Linked DNA regions of Anser cygnoides: regions 2 and 3 are each linked to region 1. A link is a contact called in public Hi-C data. All regions are on one chromosome and are shown on one strand. Each heading gives the region's core, a stretch centred on a gene start, on an enhancer-like site or on the middle of the called end of the contact. The rest is flanking DNA. Distances are from core to core; before and after follow the strand shown. Region 1 overlaps HDAC4 (histone deacetylase 4). Region 2 has its middle 52 kb from the start of NDUFA10. Region 3 has its middle 78 kb from the start of HDAC4.

Evidence for each region. A called contact is a pair of places that touch in the nucleus more often than the background predicts.
Region 2: a contact with region 1 is called in a Hi-C map of liver, with 9 times the contacts expected there. The contact joins two enhancer-like sites. A contact is called at or near these places in 2 of 7 Hi-C or Micro-C datasets (both in liver).
Region 3: a Hi-C map of liver shows a contact between it and region 1, with 2.6 times the contacts expected there. The contact joins two enhancer-like sites. A contact is called at or near these places in 2 of 7 Hi-C or Micro-C datasets (both in liver).

The regions. Positions count from the first base shown.
Region 1 is chr6:12,823,643-12,828,517 of Taihu_goose_T2T_genome, reverse strand. The region is part of intron 2 of HDAC4 (histone deacetylase 4); the gene reads left to right. Among named protein-coding and RNA genes, the nearest start is that of HDAC4, 69 kb to the left of the region's middle. Within about 2 kb of position 2,052, at least 1 of the 3 cell types and tissues checked has open chromatin away from gene starts, as enhancers often do. A contact at or near this core is called in liver, where this site is marked.
Region 2 is chr6:13,028,470-13,033,344 of Taihu_goose_T2T_genome, reverse strand. No RefSeq gene overlaps it. Among named protein-coding and RNA genes, the nearest start is that of NDUFA10, 52 kb to the left of the region's middle. Within about 2 kb of position 2,639, at least 2 of the 3 cell types and tissues checked have open chromatin away from gene starts, as enhancers often do. A contact at or near this core is called in liver, where this site is marked.
Region 3 is chr6:12,970,765-12,975,639 of Taihu_goose_T2T_genome, reverse strand. No RefSeq gene overlaps it. Among named protein-coding and RNA genes, the nearest start is that of HDAC4, 78 kb to the right of the region's middle. Within about 2 kb of position 1,954, at least 1 of the 3 cell types and tissues checked has open chromatin away from gene starts, as enhancers often do. A contact at or near this core is called in liver, where this site is marked.

The DNA.
Region 1 (4,875 bases), core at 803-3,302:
AGTGCCGGGCTGTTTTTTTTTTTTTTTAAGGCTGCATGTGACCGGTTTAATGGTCTCTCTCCACATTTCGTATTGCAAGCTTTGAAACTTGAAATTGAAAGGGAGTGCAGGTCTTAATCCCGCAGCTGCTTTTAAAGAAGAGCATTTCTGACTCGGTGAGCAGGGGGCACTCAGCACCGATGCCCTCCCTCACCCCACAAGCAGAGCGGTGCGGCGGGAGGCGGGTGGATGGGGACCTCGGGACACTGGTGGGACTCAGGGCTGCCGGAGGGACATCCAGAGCAGGGGGAGAGGAGGTATATCCTAAAAGACGTTTTAGGTTTGCCTTTGTGATAGCGTGTGGCCCGACAGGTGGGGAAATGAAAGGCTGTGCTGAGGGATCAGCTGCCTCAGCGGCAGCCGAGCGCCAAGAGAAAGCTGCAGTCAGTCACATCGTGCTTAATTTTTGGCACCTTCTTCGTGCCTCTTCTTCTTTCCTAGCTGTGTCCTGAGCAAGCTGAAAAGGGAGGAGGGGAAGTGCTTTTTCCACCCTAAACTGAAGGAAAGCTTTTGGTTGTAGTTCAGTGGAAATTAAAGTTAAATCTTTCTATTAGCTTAAGTGGAAATTGTTAACTACTCCAGGCTGTTGTCATGCTGTAACCCAAGACTGCAGGCTGAAGTTCTTCAGGAGGTTTTCTTTCCTCTTTGCTGCTTTCCGAGTCCTTGGGTTGCTCCACAGTGCTTTTGCAGTGAAAAAACCTTCCTGTTCGGTTGTATTTTTTTTTTTATTTAAACTTTTTGTAAGTAGTACTCCTGGGCTCGAAACTGTCGATATTAAGTTAACGCAAAATCTATAGGCCAGTGCCACCTGCTTTACGACGCTTTACTGGGTGAAGTTAGATTTTATTAGATAACTACACGTGTTTCTGAAACCTTTTTACGTGTTGGCAGTGCAGCAGCTGAAGTGCTTTCAGAGCTGAGTCTTCGGTCCGGCTCTTTGATCTCCCCGTGGGTTATGCAGGCGGATACTGCTGGAGAGTGTACGTGTGTGCGCGATGTGAGCTTCTGCCTGGCTTTTGACTTCAGGTGAAGGGGTTTTTTAATTTTTGAAAAGTTCTTGAAAAGAGGCTTGGTCTTTTGGGAATCTGAAAGGGTTTGCAGTGAATTTGCTCTCATTCTGGCTTAACAGCAATTATTTCATTTTTGGTATTAGTTAATGACAGTGAAATCTTGCCCTGAGTCGTACTAGGAACTTGAGTTTTCCTTCTTAGTCTTATTTATTACTTTGAAACTTCAGGGAGAGCAACTCTTCCTTCAGTCCCTACCCATATCCACGTGCTTGACCCTGCCCCTTTCCTTTTTGTAGGCGTCATCTGCTGAGGAAACACTTGGTGACAGAAATGAAAACTGCTTTATTCTCTTCCATGCCACTCGTTGCTCTGGAAGCCCCATGTGTTTAGAAATTCACCTGCTGTGTTTTCCTAATTCCTTTTTCTGCTGTACATTTTTTCCAGGCAGGTCTCTGCATTCATGCTTGCAGTGGTCGCCTATGTCGTGCATCCTGCATTTTTTTTGGATCATCCCTTAGCCGTCGCATCCCACGTTATGCACGTTCAGGACGTGTTTTGTGATGGCCTCAGGTAGCGAGTGTCTGCGCGTGGAGTGGGGGCAGCTTGGCCAGGCCTCCTTAAAAGGGGAAATTCCTGAACTGCAGGTAAACAAGAGCCCCATTGATCCGCGTGTTTCCAAACTGCACGTTCAAAGTCCTTCTGTCTTTTTTGTAGAGCATCTACTTTCGAGGACAAATGCTAATTTTACATGGGTAGTAAAAACACAGTATTGTAAGGGATTGCTGGCATTTCTAATGATGTCCAAAGGAGTGAAAATAGACTTGTCTGAGGTGGCTTCGTTGTTTGTGCAGTGTGCATCGTCGAGCTGGTGTAACATGCTGCTGGTGCCATAGAGCAGGCTGCCCATGTGCCTCCAGAGCCATCGAAGGTCCACCAGAAGGAACCTTTCCGTAAAGCTCTTCCCCCAGCAAATGGAAAACAAAACCAATTTCCAGTATTTGCCCTCTTGTGCTGTGTGCTTGTGCATCTGAGCAAAGCTTAGAGGAAGGAACGAGTCCTGACAAAGCCACACGTGGAGGTTTTGGCTTTCGGGGACTGCTGCTCCGAGGAGCCCGTGTCACACGCACTTGTGCTTGTGCTTCTTTGCTTTGTCGTTTCCCTCCTAGCTCAGGTAAAGTGCTTCTATTCAGAAGTAAATAGTACTAGAGTAACCAGCCAGCTTTCCAGCATGGATAGCCTGGCGATGGCCTTGGAGTCTGGGAATAACATCGAAAATGATTGAACTATGTGCTTTTTTAGTCTGCTTTAATTATTAACATACCTTAATTGCAGGCATTCTCTCAAAGAGTGACAGCAGACGCCTCACTGTTCAGCTACAGTCCAACTTGTTAACTTTTCCTGCCTCACAGCTCTTCGCACGACTTAATTACCTGTTGTGTATGAGCCGTGAATGTAATCCGCGTGCCCACGGCAGCCAGCCGTGTGCTTTACAGCCTGAGTGCAAAGCGGAGTTTGCGCTGTCAAATTACACCTCACTCTTACATCTCTTACACTGCACAAAGTGTTGAATGAGCTTCATTTATGGGAGCTGCTTGGCGCGGTGGGCTTGGTACACGCTTTAGTTTCTTGGGCGTGGAGGTGCAAGCAGCTACAGAAGAGAAAACCGCAAGTTTTTCTGTCTTTAATTGATCCCGCGTTACTACTGAAGGATTTTAATTGCAGTAATTCAGCTCTTGACCTCGCTAAAGCTTTCACCCCTTCCAGGCTTCGGATCTTCTCCAGTGACTGCAGGTTTTAGCTGCAGACACCGAGTCCACGGTGAAGAAGCAGAAGCCAGACCAGTGAAATGGCTCTGAGCAGTGGCTGTGAAGCATTTCAGCTCAATCGCAGGGAACTCAGGAGAGGGAGGACTCAGTGAAGCTGTGTACTTGCTCTTAGGTGACTTTGTTTTTTTTTTAAAGCATTTAGCAAAAAGTGGGCATGTGTGTAGTGTTTCTAATACTCTTGTATTAATCTGGTAATTGTAATCTTGTAACTGTTGTCCTGCGTTTTGCGGGGATGGTGTTTTCCCAAGGCTTTGTGAAAACATCGGGAACTACGATTTCCAATGTAAATCACAGCATGAACTTTCTGCAGAAAACTTGGAGTCCTGTAACTTCTGGAAATCCCAGCCCCCCGAACTGAACAGTCTGCTTGGTACACAGCTGGTTTTTGGTGTGAGCCCAAGGCCCCCGTCTAAGAGTCAGCAACGTCGCTCCAGGTCACGTACATTGCAACGCGAGGTGCAGCTTCAGCCAGGAGGAAAACGAGAGGATGTTTTTGTGGGTGGTTTTTAATTCTTCCAAATACTACTTCTATGGGTTGAAGTCTGTAGCGGCCTAGACAGAGTGTGTGTTGTGTTTTGTTTGTTTTTTCCCCTTCCATCCCTCTGGACATCCCAAAATGGGTTTCCCTTGCTTATGGGCAGCATCTTGCATTCTCCTTGTTATTTCCAGACATCCCTCGCTGCACTGTTGTGTAGTTAACCAGCTGTGCAAGCTTGCCATGGTTTGTTTTCAGTGGGATTCCCATATGTAAAACGCTTCTGTTTGCTCCAGTTAGCCAGAGATGATCAAATATGGGCTTTGTGGTGGTAATTACAATCTGAGAATGAGTGAAATAGCTTTGCAGCCCGCAGATAATGTGTTTTTTTTCTGTGTACTGCAGTTTCTCGTTTCTTTGGAAGAGAAGGTCAGCCATGCTTTAAAGGCTGCTTCTTCCCCAGGTGTTTTATCAGGATGTGCCGCTCAGGTTGTGAGAGCTGTGCCTGTCCTCACCTGCCAGAAAAACGCTCAGAGCCTGCCTTGCTGCTTGATTTGGGAAGGGCAGGGACTGTGGTACCTACTGGTCCCTGTGTCATCACCTCCCCAGTACGGCAAAGCTGCGCTGATGGCTCTCACTTGCTTGGCTAATTTGCTCCAAAGCAAATACCATAAACCTGTCTTCCCTCTCCTTTCACAGGTAAAGCTTCCAAAGAAATACTAAAAGCGAGCAGGCTTCCAGCCCCAGGCAGCACTGTCAGGGTGTGCTTTTTCCTGGCTGTGTCCCATTTCCCAGGTGCTTTGCACCTTTCCTGGAGTCCTGCGTTGTCCCCTGCTCCCCTTTCACAGTGCTTGCCGATATTCTCTGCCCCGTGAGGGCACCGAGCTGCCTCCTTTGCAGTCAGCTCTCAATTTCTTCTCCTCTCTCTTTACGTATTTGCTGGATTTTTTGTGGTGACACTGATCAATAGTTTGTATCGATGGAGGACAGAATGAACAGACTGTGTTGCAGTAGTTTAGAAAATATTGCTAAAAAACCGGGGTGTTTCTGACTTGTACAAAAGTGCCGTACGTGTACTGCACAGTGTATTTTGCTCAAAACAGTGCTGGTAATTAGATAAAAAAAATATTTTAAAAATCACCCATTCGTTTATGCATTGCAGGTGAGCTTTTTGGAAGGGAGAACAACGTGAAGCTGAATGTTTTATAAGAGACTGATGATTTGCAGGGTGGCAAATACAGAGTGAGGTGGCAGATCTGGGTTAGGGAACCCGTGGAGAAGATGCTTGGTGATGCTGCTGTTCCTTAAATGCACGCTGTCTCTTCTTGCAATGAGCAGCATGCAAAAGCTAGCACACGTAACAAAAGCTTTAACTTGCAGTTGGTAAGGTTACTGGCCAAGAGGATATTTCCCTTGGAGAGAAAATCCCATCATGCCATAACTTTATTAGTATTGATGGTGTCTTCTATTTTGTGTTCCTGGTAGCATTTTTGGATGAGGATGCTTTAGGACCGAGGAGACCTGA
Region 2 (4,875 bases), core at 1,390-3,889, 200 kb before region 1:
CTGCTGGTGTTCTCCACCCTCCCCTACAAAAGCTCCAGGTACAAGTGATACCCAGATCTCGAGTGCTTGAGAAAACTTTGTCTCAATTAGCCTGGTGGGTACCCGGCGTCTTCAAAGATGGCTGGGCTTTTAAACCCGTGGCACCCGCTGCGGTTCCCTCCGGGAGAGGCAGACACCACACCTCATTCCTCCACCTGCTCGTGGATCAGCATGGCCTGGAGACACGGTCCCAGACAGCGGAGCTGCACGGGGGGTGCTCAGCGAGGGCGCTCCCGGCCCTGAGCAAAGGTCTAAGGAGGAGCAAGGCGGGTGCACGGCCGGGACGGATCGCTGGTGGATCTGGCCGGGCGTGGGGTCTCGGGTGCACCAAACGGGAGCACATTCCTGCCAGCTGCGGGCTGAAAGCCGGGGCAGAGCACAGGTTTTGGTTTCTCTGTGTTCCTTATCTTGCTGCTGCAGGCACCCTCCTTTCAGCACTCGTGCAGCTCTGGCAGAAAGTGGGGTGCCAGCTCTCCGGGGAACAGGGCTGTGCTGCGTTACGGTGCCAGAATAGCACAGCGATGCCACTCTGTGCTTCAAAAATCAGATACAAGCGTGATTTATTGAGCCACTGATTTACATGCTTGCTGTTTTCTGGTTCCTCTTGTTGCTTACAAGAAGAACCAGTCCAAATGGGGATCACTATTTAGTCTGGAAGTTTATTTCCTTTTTGGGAATCAAATTCTTGCATTTAAAATTCACCAAGGAGTTTCTGTTGCATAAAGGGAATTGGTGCTTGCAAAAAAAATTGAACAAACAAATGCTAAGATAAAAGTAGGCATGACCCACCCAGCCCTGGCATGACTGGCCCCCAGGCTGTGCCCATTTGCTGGCCACTGCCACCATCCGTGGGTGTCTTGGGAGCCAAGGTTGATTTTTGTCCTCGCAGGTTCCGGTTTCTGCCTGCTTACAGGGGCGTACTGAGCATCTGCAGAAGGGAGGAAGGAGGCACTTGACAAACCCCCCTGCTGCTTTTCTCTTTGTTGGATGCGGGTGAAGCTCAGGGTCCGGTTCTCTCCTCAGTGCCCAAGACAGGGGTGTGAAGTCAGTCCTGGCTTTGGCTTCCTGCGAGCCCTGGCTGCCGCAGAGGTGGCGTTTGCTTACCCCAGAGCAGCCCCGGTCCCGATTGCAACACTCGGAGCAGTAGCTCTTCCACTCGTCTGTTTTCCTTTGAGGATTAACGCCGATATGTAGACATGTTTTTCATCTTCTGTTCAGAAGGAGCTGCCTGCTGCTGGGGTCATTGCAGGGAACCAGGAGAGAAGAGATCTCTGCAGATTATCAACACCTGTTAGGGCATTTTTTGGGGTGTCGGCTGAGGCCGTCTGCCTTACCCGTGGTAGGACGGGGTGGGAGTGAGGTGTGCAGATGGAGCCCACGTTAGCCGCCGTTTGGACTTGGGGCCTGTGTTGCGTGTGGTAGGACCGTGGCCAAAGCGTGACACGGCTTCCTCTTCGCTCCGGCCCCGATGCGCTCAGCCCGCTGCGTTGTGCAACGCTCCCCAGGAGGCCAGGTCCATCCTGCCAGCCCCAGCGGTGCTGCTGCAAGTCACAGAACCACACAGTATCCGAGTGGGAAGGCACCCACGAGGATCACAGAATCCGACTCCTGGGTCCCCCAAGGACCACCAAAAAAAAAAACCAACGTACCAGTATGCATCTTGGAGAGAGGTAGCTCCCGAATCCTGCGGGCAGCCACAAATCCTGCTGCCAGCCCCGTGGAGAGCCCCGTGCCACGCAGGCTGGTGGGGCTGGGGCTCCTCCTGCAAAACCTTCCAGCTCTGCCCGGCTGGCACAGCCGCACCATCCCCGCCCGGCTGCGCTCGTTGCACCCACGCCAGGTCCCTGCGGGGTGGCTTCCCCGTGGTGCCTGCGTGCACGCAGCACTTTGGCAAGGAGGCTCGTGTAGCTGGACACCGCATCCGCTCCCTCAAAGAGCTTAATGTTAAACATGCTCTGCTGGCAGGAGCGTTTACGAGCCATGGAGGCAGCGAGGGGAAAATGACTTTGATACCCAATAAAGCTTTTTCCTGCCTGTTCAGATCTGGGTTGCGATACCGCTGGGTCGCAAGGGGTCACCTCACGCCGGTGTGTCCTGGCACAGCTCTGAGCACACAACAACCCGTTCACCTCCTCCCTGTCCTCTTTGCTTTGTGCCTCCTGCACCGTTTTATGTGCAGGGGACGTCCTGACCAGTGACTACTAAACAAAGGTCTCGGCCGGCGCAGCGCAACTGGGTGAGCACCTCCACCTCGTGCAAAGCCTCCGGTGTACCCATGGTGCTGGTTTCCCGTCGGATGCACGGGGCTTTCCCAGCACACCCCATTAGGTGGCAATGCAGCCTGCTGCTCCGCGCGGCGCCTGGGGATGGAGGCAGCCAGCACGGGCCCGGGCCCGGGGGCTGCAGGCTGCAGGGGGCTCTGAGCACACTTCTGCTGTGCTGAGAACTCGGCTTCTGCTGCCCACGCCGTGAGCAAGCCTGGGATTTCCCATCCTCCCGGCTTTGAGGCGCCCCGTGGTGGCCTTTGGGTCAGCCCTGTCCCTTGCGTGGGGTGCAGGGCTGCTCTTGCAAGCGGGGGACTTCCCGGGCCAGCCAGCAGCGTTACTCCGGGGCCACACCGAGCAGCATCACCTCTGGGAGCGCCCGTGCGGTGGTGGCACGGGAATGCCGGGGTCTGAGACGGGCTGAGACCAGAGCGTGGGCTGGGGGCTGCAGGGGGTCCTCCCCAGGGAAAGCAGGAGGGACACCGGTGCTCCAAGCAGCCCGGCCACCGCCCCTGGGGCTGCAGCACCTGCTCTGCCTCCCCTTCTCCCAGGCTGTGTGGGTCGAGCACCCCATTGCCCCGCCGCCCCCGAGTCCAGCTGGGCGTTATCTGGCGATCAGAAAGCGCTCAGGTCTGGATCGCAAACACAGCAGCGTTTCGCCGCAGCCCGGCCAAGGGGAGCTAAGTAATATTAAAGCGTGATATTTCGTTGCCGTGTAATTAGCTTCAGCTGCTTTCGAGTTGAAGCAAATTACGCTCAAAGACCGTTTTTTGTACCGGGGAGAACTTTGAACTGCGTTAGCAGCCCCTTTGTAGCCTGGGAGGGAGCAGCCCAGGCGGAGCAGGGAGGCTGCTCCTGTCTGCGGCGGGAGCTCCGTGTGTGGTTTCAGACGAGATAGCGTGGCCCCAACCAGCCCCGTTCGGGTGCGCCCGCTGCGGTGCCCAGCCTCCCCTGCAAACAAAGACAGAGGTTGTTCACCCTGACTGTAATTAACCCTGAAAGGGAGAGCCCCGGGCGTGGGGAAACCACCGCGGCACCCCAGGAGAGCCTGCAGTCCCCCCACCGGTGCCTTCTCCACTCGGATGCATCCCAGGGTGCCCCCGAGATGTTCAGATGGTGGCTGGGAAAGCCTCGCCGCTCGACCTGCTGCGGCCGGAGGGGACATGCCCCGTGCCACATGTCCCCTGCGGGACGGGTGGTCCTGCGGTGGGCACCTCCTGCCCCTCGCACCGTGCAGCGCGTGGCACAGACCCGATAGCTCGTGGCTGAGCTGCTGCTGGGTTTGCAGGCAGAAGGTCTGCCTGGGCTGGTGGTGCCAAGCCCTGTGCAGGAGAACCCTCCCCGTCCTGGAGAAGCTGCTCTGGGAGAGCAGGAGGACTCCAGCAGCTCGTCTGCGATGCCTCAACTGGGGGCGGCTTAATTGTCTTTGATAAATTCATGAGATCATAAAAACAAATGAAGATGGGAAGCACTTGTGCGAAGCCCTGGTTGCCGGTGGGATGCAAGACAGATGCGTTTGGACCAGGCACGAGTGGATGGAGCCCAGCATCCAGGGGTGCTGCAGGGGCCCCGCGCTGGCCAAACAAACGCAGTCAGAAGACCCGCAGAGCAAACCTCCCGTCCTGCAGTGGCATCAGGGCTGTGACACAGACCCCGCCTTTGCTGTGTGACACTGGCACCATCCCTCTGACAGCCTCCTGGCTTGGTCCAGGGGGCCCAAATAGCCGAGGTGAGGGGCACGAGCACCCAAAAACATCCCGGGCGTGTGTGCAGTGTGGCTGCAGCCCAGCAGGGCGAGGAAGTGGTCAGGGCAGCGCCGTGTCCACGGGGGGTTTTGCTCGGCCCCATGGGGCTGGTGTCGGTGAGCATCCCGCCGGGACGCCGCAGAGCCAGGCACGTAACCTTCAGATCGGCCAAGTGTAGTAAGTTAATGATTAGATTTATCATAAAGCAATCTAATGAGGAGCAATATAGCCAAGCACTTCCCATTCAGTGACGCACATCCAAATCTTAATAGAAGCTGACAGCCTGACCCTGTTACCGTGCTCTGGCCAAATAAAATCAGCCTGATAGTTCCCTGGAGAAAGCAGACACGGCTTTAATATGTCTTCTCAAAACATTTATCTGACCGGCTTTAAAAAGAAGAAACCTGCAGTGATTCGGAGTTGGTTTACACGACCTCCCCTTGCCCCGGCTTTCCCAGCTCCTTGGCGGTGCCGCTCGGAAAGCAGCGTCCCCCTCCTGCCCCGTCCTGCCGAGGACCCAGGCCCTGTAGTACTGGCACCTGGTGGAGGTGTGAACATACCGTGAATATTAACAGGAATAATTGGAGGTATTTGGGGGCTTTGAGTATACAATTTTCTGCAGGTGACATTTTACTACCCGAGCTCTTGCAGGGCCGAGTCTCTGATCTAAACCTTTCGCTGTGCTGTCCCTCTGCAGTTTAAAAGGGAAACAGCATGTTTTTTACTCAGTTCCCAGTGCCAGCCTCTGTCCCTCTCACAGACTCTATTTTTATTAAAAATCTGAGTGTGTCTTAGGATCTCAGAAATCATTGCCTCTCAAGCAAAAA
Region 3 (4,875 bases), core at 705-3,204, 150 kb before region 1:
CCGGTGCTGCTCGCTGTGTCCTCTGATCCAAAAGCCAGACAAAGCGGTGGCACAGATGCGTAGCTTGGCTCCGACTGCTGGAGACAGTCATTAAAGCCTCTCAGTTGGATGCACACAGCAAGGAATAGACCCCCACTTCTTCCCTCCCAGGGCCCAGGAAGCTTCCCAGCTCCCCTGACACCAAAGCCTCCCCTTCACGATGTTTCGGGATCTAGATCTAATGACCCCACGGTCCTAGTTGGGGCTGGGGTTAACCTGGGGGTCCTGCAATTCATCCTTGCAGCATGCCCAGCTCTCAGCCCCGCAGAGCAATCCAGCTCCTCTTTGTAGAGGTGGTGTGGCCGACCAGATGGCCAATGGCCAGCAGTGGTGGCCTGCTAGGGGACACTTGTCCTTAGCACCCCAGCACAACCCATGGGTAACAGAAAGCCCCTACAAAAGCCAGGAGCTCCACAGGAAGCCCATCTCTGCCCAAGCAGTGGGCCACATCCTGACTCAGACAGCTGCTGGATGTTGTTCCTCCGCTGGTTGGTGCCAAGGTGCCTTCAGAAAGTTCATCTTGAATACCGAGAAGCAAACGCCGTATGCATGCTGTGCTTTCCATGTGGACAACCCCTGGCATGCCCTGGGTTCAGAAGCCGCTTTGCACAACCAAGGAACCCTGTGCTGCTCTTTGAAGCCCGTGCACACAGAGGCAGTGGTTTGACTCCCTCCTCATCCTGCACCACGTCCGTGGGGTGTGCTCAACGAACACACTGCCTTGTGGTGTGCTCTGAGCCCTGCACCAGCAGAGACGGCTCATCCCCACCCAACGCAAAGTAACACACAATCCGTTTTGTTACTGGCAGCAGTGGGGGGAAAGAGAACCTCTAAAATCCATAAATCAGATGCCTCTCAAATTGTGTGGGATTAAGGAAAAGGTGTGGAATAGAAATAATTTCCTTGGGGGAAACTATATCATTTCATTTGCCCAGGAAAATAGTACACATTCATCATGTGTGTCTTCCAGAGACTTTAAAAAGAATTAAATGTGGGGTCGGATTAAATGAGAGGTCGGAGGATGCAATTATGAGCGTGGTTTCTCTGGGGGCAAAGTGGGAGGAAGAAATTCCCCTCCTGCCCCACGTCCCAGCATTTTGTACTTGCCCTAATGCTGAAGTTCACTGCCTCTGTTGTTGTGTTGTCCCCCCACCCTGCTCCCTAAAATGCACATGCAGAATGAAACACTGGAATAGGCCAGATACCAAAACCTGGCAAGGAGCAGCTTATTATTAGTTTTTAATCCAGATCCCACCCATTGTGGGATCCCATCCAGTGGAAGCAGAATGTCTCCATCTGGCTTTGCTGCCAAAGAACGTTTCCACGCCCCAAGCCCGGAGTCAGCCTGCAATTGGTGGTGTTTGGCAGTGGGTCCGTGGTGACAGCCCTGGAGAGGGGCAGGGGCTGAAGCCAGCATTCCCTGTGCTGAGGTTGGTTTGTTGTCACCCCCCTCGTGTCCTGGGCACACCATGGAGCCTGATGCTGGCCTGGGGACCATGCTGTGCCCCATCTACAGCTGGCTGGTGGGATCTCCATGCAGTGAGGTTGGCAGGACCTCCATGCAGCGTGGCTGGTGGGATGTCCATGGAGTGTGTTTAGCTGGACCTCTCTGCAGTGTGGTTGTTGGGACCAACATGAAGCATGGTCACAGGGCACACGGACAGCCCAGAGCCACCTCCCCATACTGCCACGCTGGAAAAAGTGGGACAAGGAAGGCAAGGTGAGGTGAAACACACTGAGAGCTTTTGACACGCTCCCATTAGCTGGCGGGCACAGGCTGTACGGTATTGCTGCAGACTCTGATCTCACCATGCTAATTTAAGACAGAAACTGCAACTTTATCTGCAAATATATGAAGCAATAATCAATAGCAGCCTTCTCCTGCCAGCCGTGGTCATGTCAGCACCCTGGCGTGCTCTCAGCTGCAAGCATTGAGACAGTAGCAGGGGGAGGTGGAGGTGGGGGAAAGAGGAGGCGTGCAGGCAGGAGGAAAGCAAGGACACGGTGGGGATGCAGGGCTGTTTCCCCTCACCTTGCCACACCACAAGGCACCGTCAGGTCGGGCACGGCTGCGGGGGCAGCTGGGGCAGGCAGCCAGCCATGGTAGGCATGGGGAGGAGATGGATGTGTGCCACCTCCCAGCCAGCGCGCACCCTGGCAGCTCATAAAAGCAGCAGGTCTTGGCAGCGTTTGCTCTGTTTTAACAAGGCCATCTGCTCCCAGTGACCAGCAGAGCAGCTCCTCTGGCAAAGCCTGGCCAGAGTCAAGATGGAATCCAGCAGGTTCGGCCTCGCGAGGCATCCTCCACGTGTCCCAGGACAGCAGTGGATGAAAACAGCTCGCCGCTCAAACAGCAGCTGTGACCCCCAGGCAGGTGTAGCCCCACTGCTGCCCACGTGTGCCTCCCTCCCTCGCCGCTGCCACCTGCACCTCCTCGGCATGCAGTGACTCCAGCTCTCCTTCATGCCTGCTCTGGCACTGACAACCTCAAAATGGTGTCATCTTCTTGGAAAGTCCAACCAATGGTTGGATGCTGCAATCAGTGCTAAACTGAGCTCCAGTTGTTCATTTAAGGTAATGCAATTACCAAAACCCAGGAGTTTTGTAAGGGTTGTTAGGACTTTCGCCTTCTGTTCAGGCCACGGTCTTTCCCGCAGCCTCCTCTGGAGGTGCAGATGGCATCTCGCATCAGGAGCAGAAGATGCAAGGCCAGTCTCATCCACTCTGGCAATTCCCTCATCTCTGAGCATCGTTCCCCCCTTCTACAAAACAAGCATGCTTAGCACTACATGATCTCGGCATCTGAGTCGCCTGACGGCTTTAGAAGGGAGTAAACATTCATCCTGCTGACACGGCAATAAAACCGGTGCATCTGGAAAAGAGGAGTCAGCAGCAGATGTGCCCCTGCAAACTGCTCGCCGTGATGAATGCTCTTCCCAGATACTGCTAATCCCTTTTCTCTTGCTCCTAGACCTCCTTAATTGTGCTCCCTGTGATTAAACAACTCTTTGAAGACATCTCTAGGAGTTATTTCTTCCACGCAGGAATGTCACCTGCCGGGTTCGTAGCCTTTGGCTCTGGGCATAAGGAGCTCGTTTTGCAAGGCAGCCGGGGACAGCGCCGTCCGGGTGCTCCCACGTCCCCAGTCTCCTCGGGGCAGAACCTCCACCAGCAGGTCAGGGCCACCAGAAGGCCAGGCAGGGACATTAGGCCGGGCAGGGATGTGAGGATGACGGATTTCCAGGGATGTGCTGCTCGTCCCTGCACCAGAAGCAGGCGTTTTGTGCAGGATGGGCGCTGGCACAGGGTGAGCTGTCCCAGCCTGCGCCCTCCCAACCGGGTGGAGGAGGAAAGTCCCCGTGGATGGAGGCAAGCGATCGCCTGAATATTCATGTATCGGCAGGCAAGCTACAGCAGGCCCTCGTTACAAACTGCTACCCAAACTGCTTACATCCATAAACGAGGGAAATAAATAAACAGATGCTTGTTAATTGACTTAATTACCCACCAGCAAACAGGAGACCGGGAGCACATCAATAAAAGTGTTTTAAAAAGCAACTCGTAGTAATTCTTTTCCATATGCAAACCACGCCGGTCTCTTCTGTCTACAATAGACTCCCCAAAGACGAGAAATGGATTTTCATTATGTGGGAAGGAGAGATCAAAGTCTGAAAATTAGGGTTGTAGCCCAAAATGAAGCCCAGGTTTGTGCCCTCTTCCCAAAACCCAGGCTCTTTGAATCCCTGGTTGGGCCATCATTTACCATACTGCCTTGCCAGGAGCTATTGCAAACAATCCTCCTTGATCAAGAGAAGTCCAGCAGCTGAAGTAGTCCTCCAACAAGGACCAAGTAGGCAGGCAAAAGAGTCAGGGCTGGGGAACTCTTAAAGATTTTTATTGATTTATTGATTTTTTTTTTTTCAGAATATGCTCAAGCGAAAGGGAAATGTGGAAGGACCTGTCCCCCACTGTAATGCAGCCATGTCCAACCTGAGTATAGGGATAACTCTGATGCGCTCCTGATGGGGCTGATGCTCACCGTGAATCCCCTGGAGTGCATAAACATGAAGCATCTCCCAAGCTGGAGGCTTGTGGCCAGACCCTTGATCTTATTCCTGGGGTGGATGCATGGGTCCTGTGCAGGTGACATGCTCCAGAGTCGCCCTGCTGAGCCTGGGAGCACGGATGTGCCCTGTAGCTCTGGGAGGACAGCCCTGTCCCCACCCTCCAGTTTCCTGCGGGTCCCTTCGTGGCAGCCCCTGAGCCCGTAGCCTCTCATGGGGGTTTTCTGCTGGAGCCCACCCAAATGAAGTATGAGCCATGGTGTGGTCCATTGACAAGGGCTGCAGAAGCGGTCATCTCCCATGACCTCTCCTGATCATGACACCACAAAAGAGAAAAATGAAAAAGGCCATGCCAGGCTTTGAAATGTGCAACAACCTGAGCTGTAAGCTGATTTCTTTCACTTTCTGGAAGCAATTTCCCTTGTATGGGCTCTGTGTTCAGCAGTGTATGTGCAACTGACTGCTGCAAACTGCTTGTTGCACGCAGAGCGAGCCTGCCAGCCAAGACAGGTACCTGCTCTTTTCCAGCCCCGTTCCCAGCGTGTTTGCTCCGCTCCTGGTCTGGCAGGGAGGCTGTGCAGAAAAACCAGCGTGGGTTCCCTCGAGACTGTTTGCAATCAGCCTCCAGTGCCGTTACCTGTATCACGCAGCCCAAGTGCTTAACGAGTGCCCTGGGGCAGGCAGGTTATGAAAGAAGCCCCATTAGCATGCCCCTGGCTGACGTCAATGTGACGCGGTGTAATCAGGGGAAAACGCAGAGCAGGATATGCAG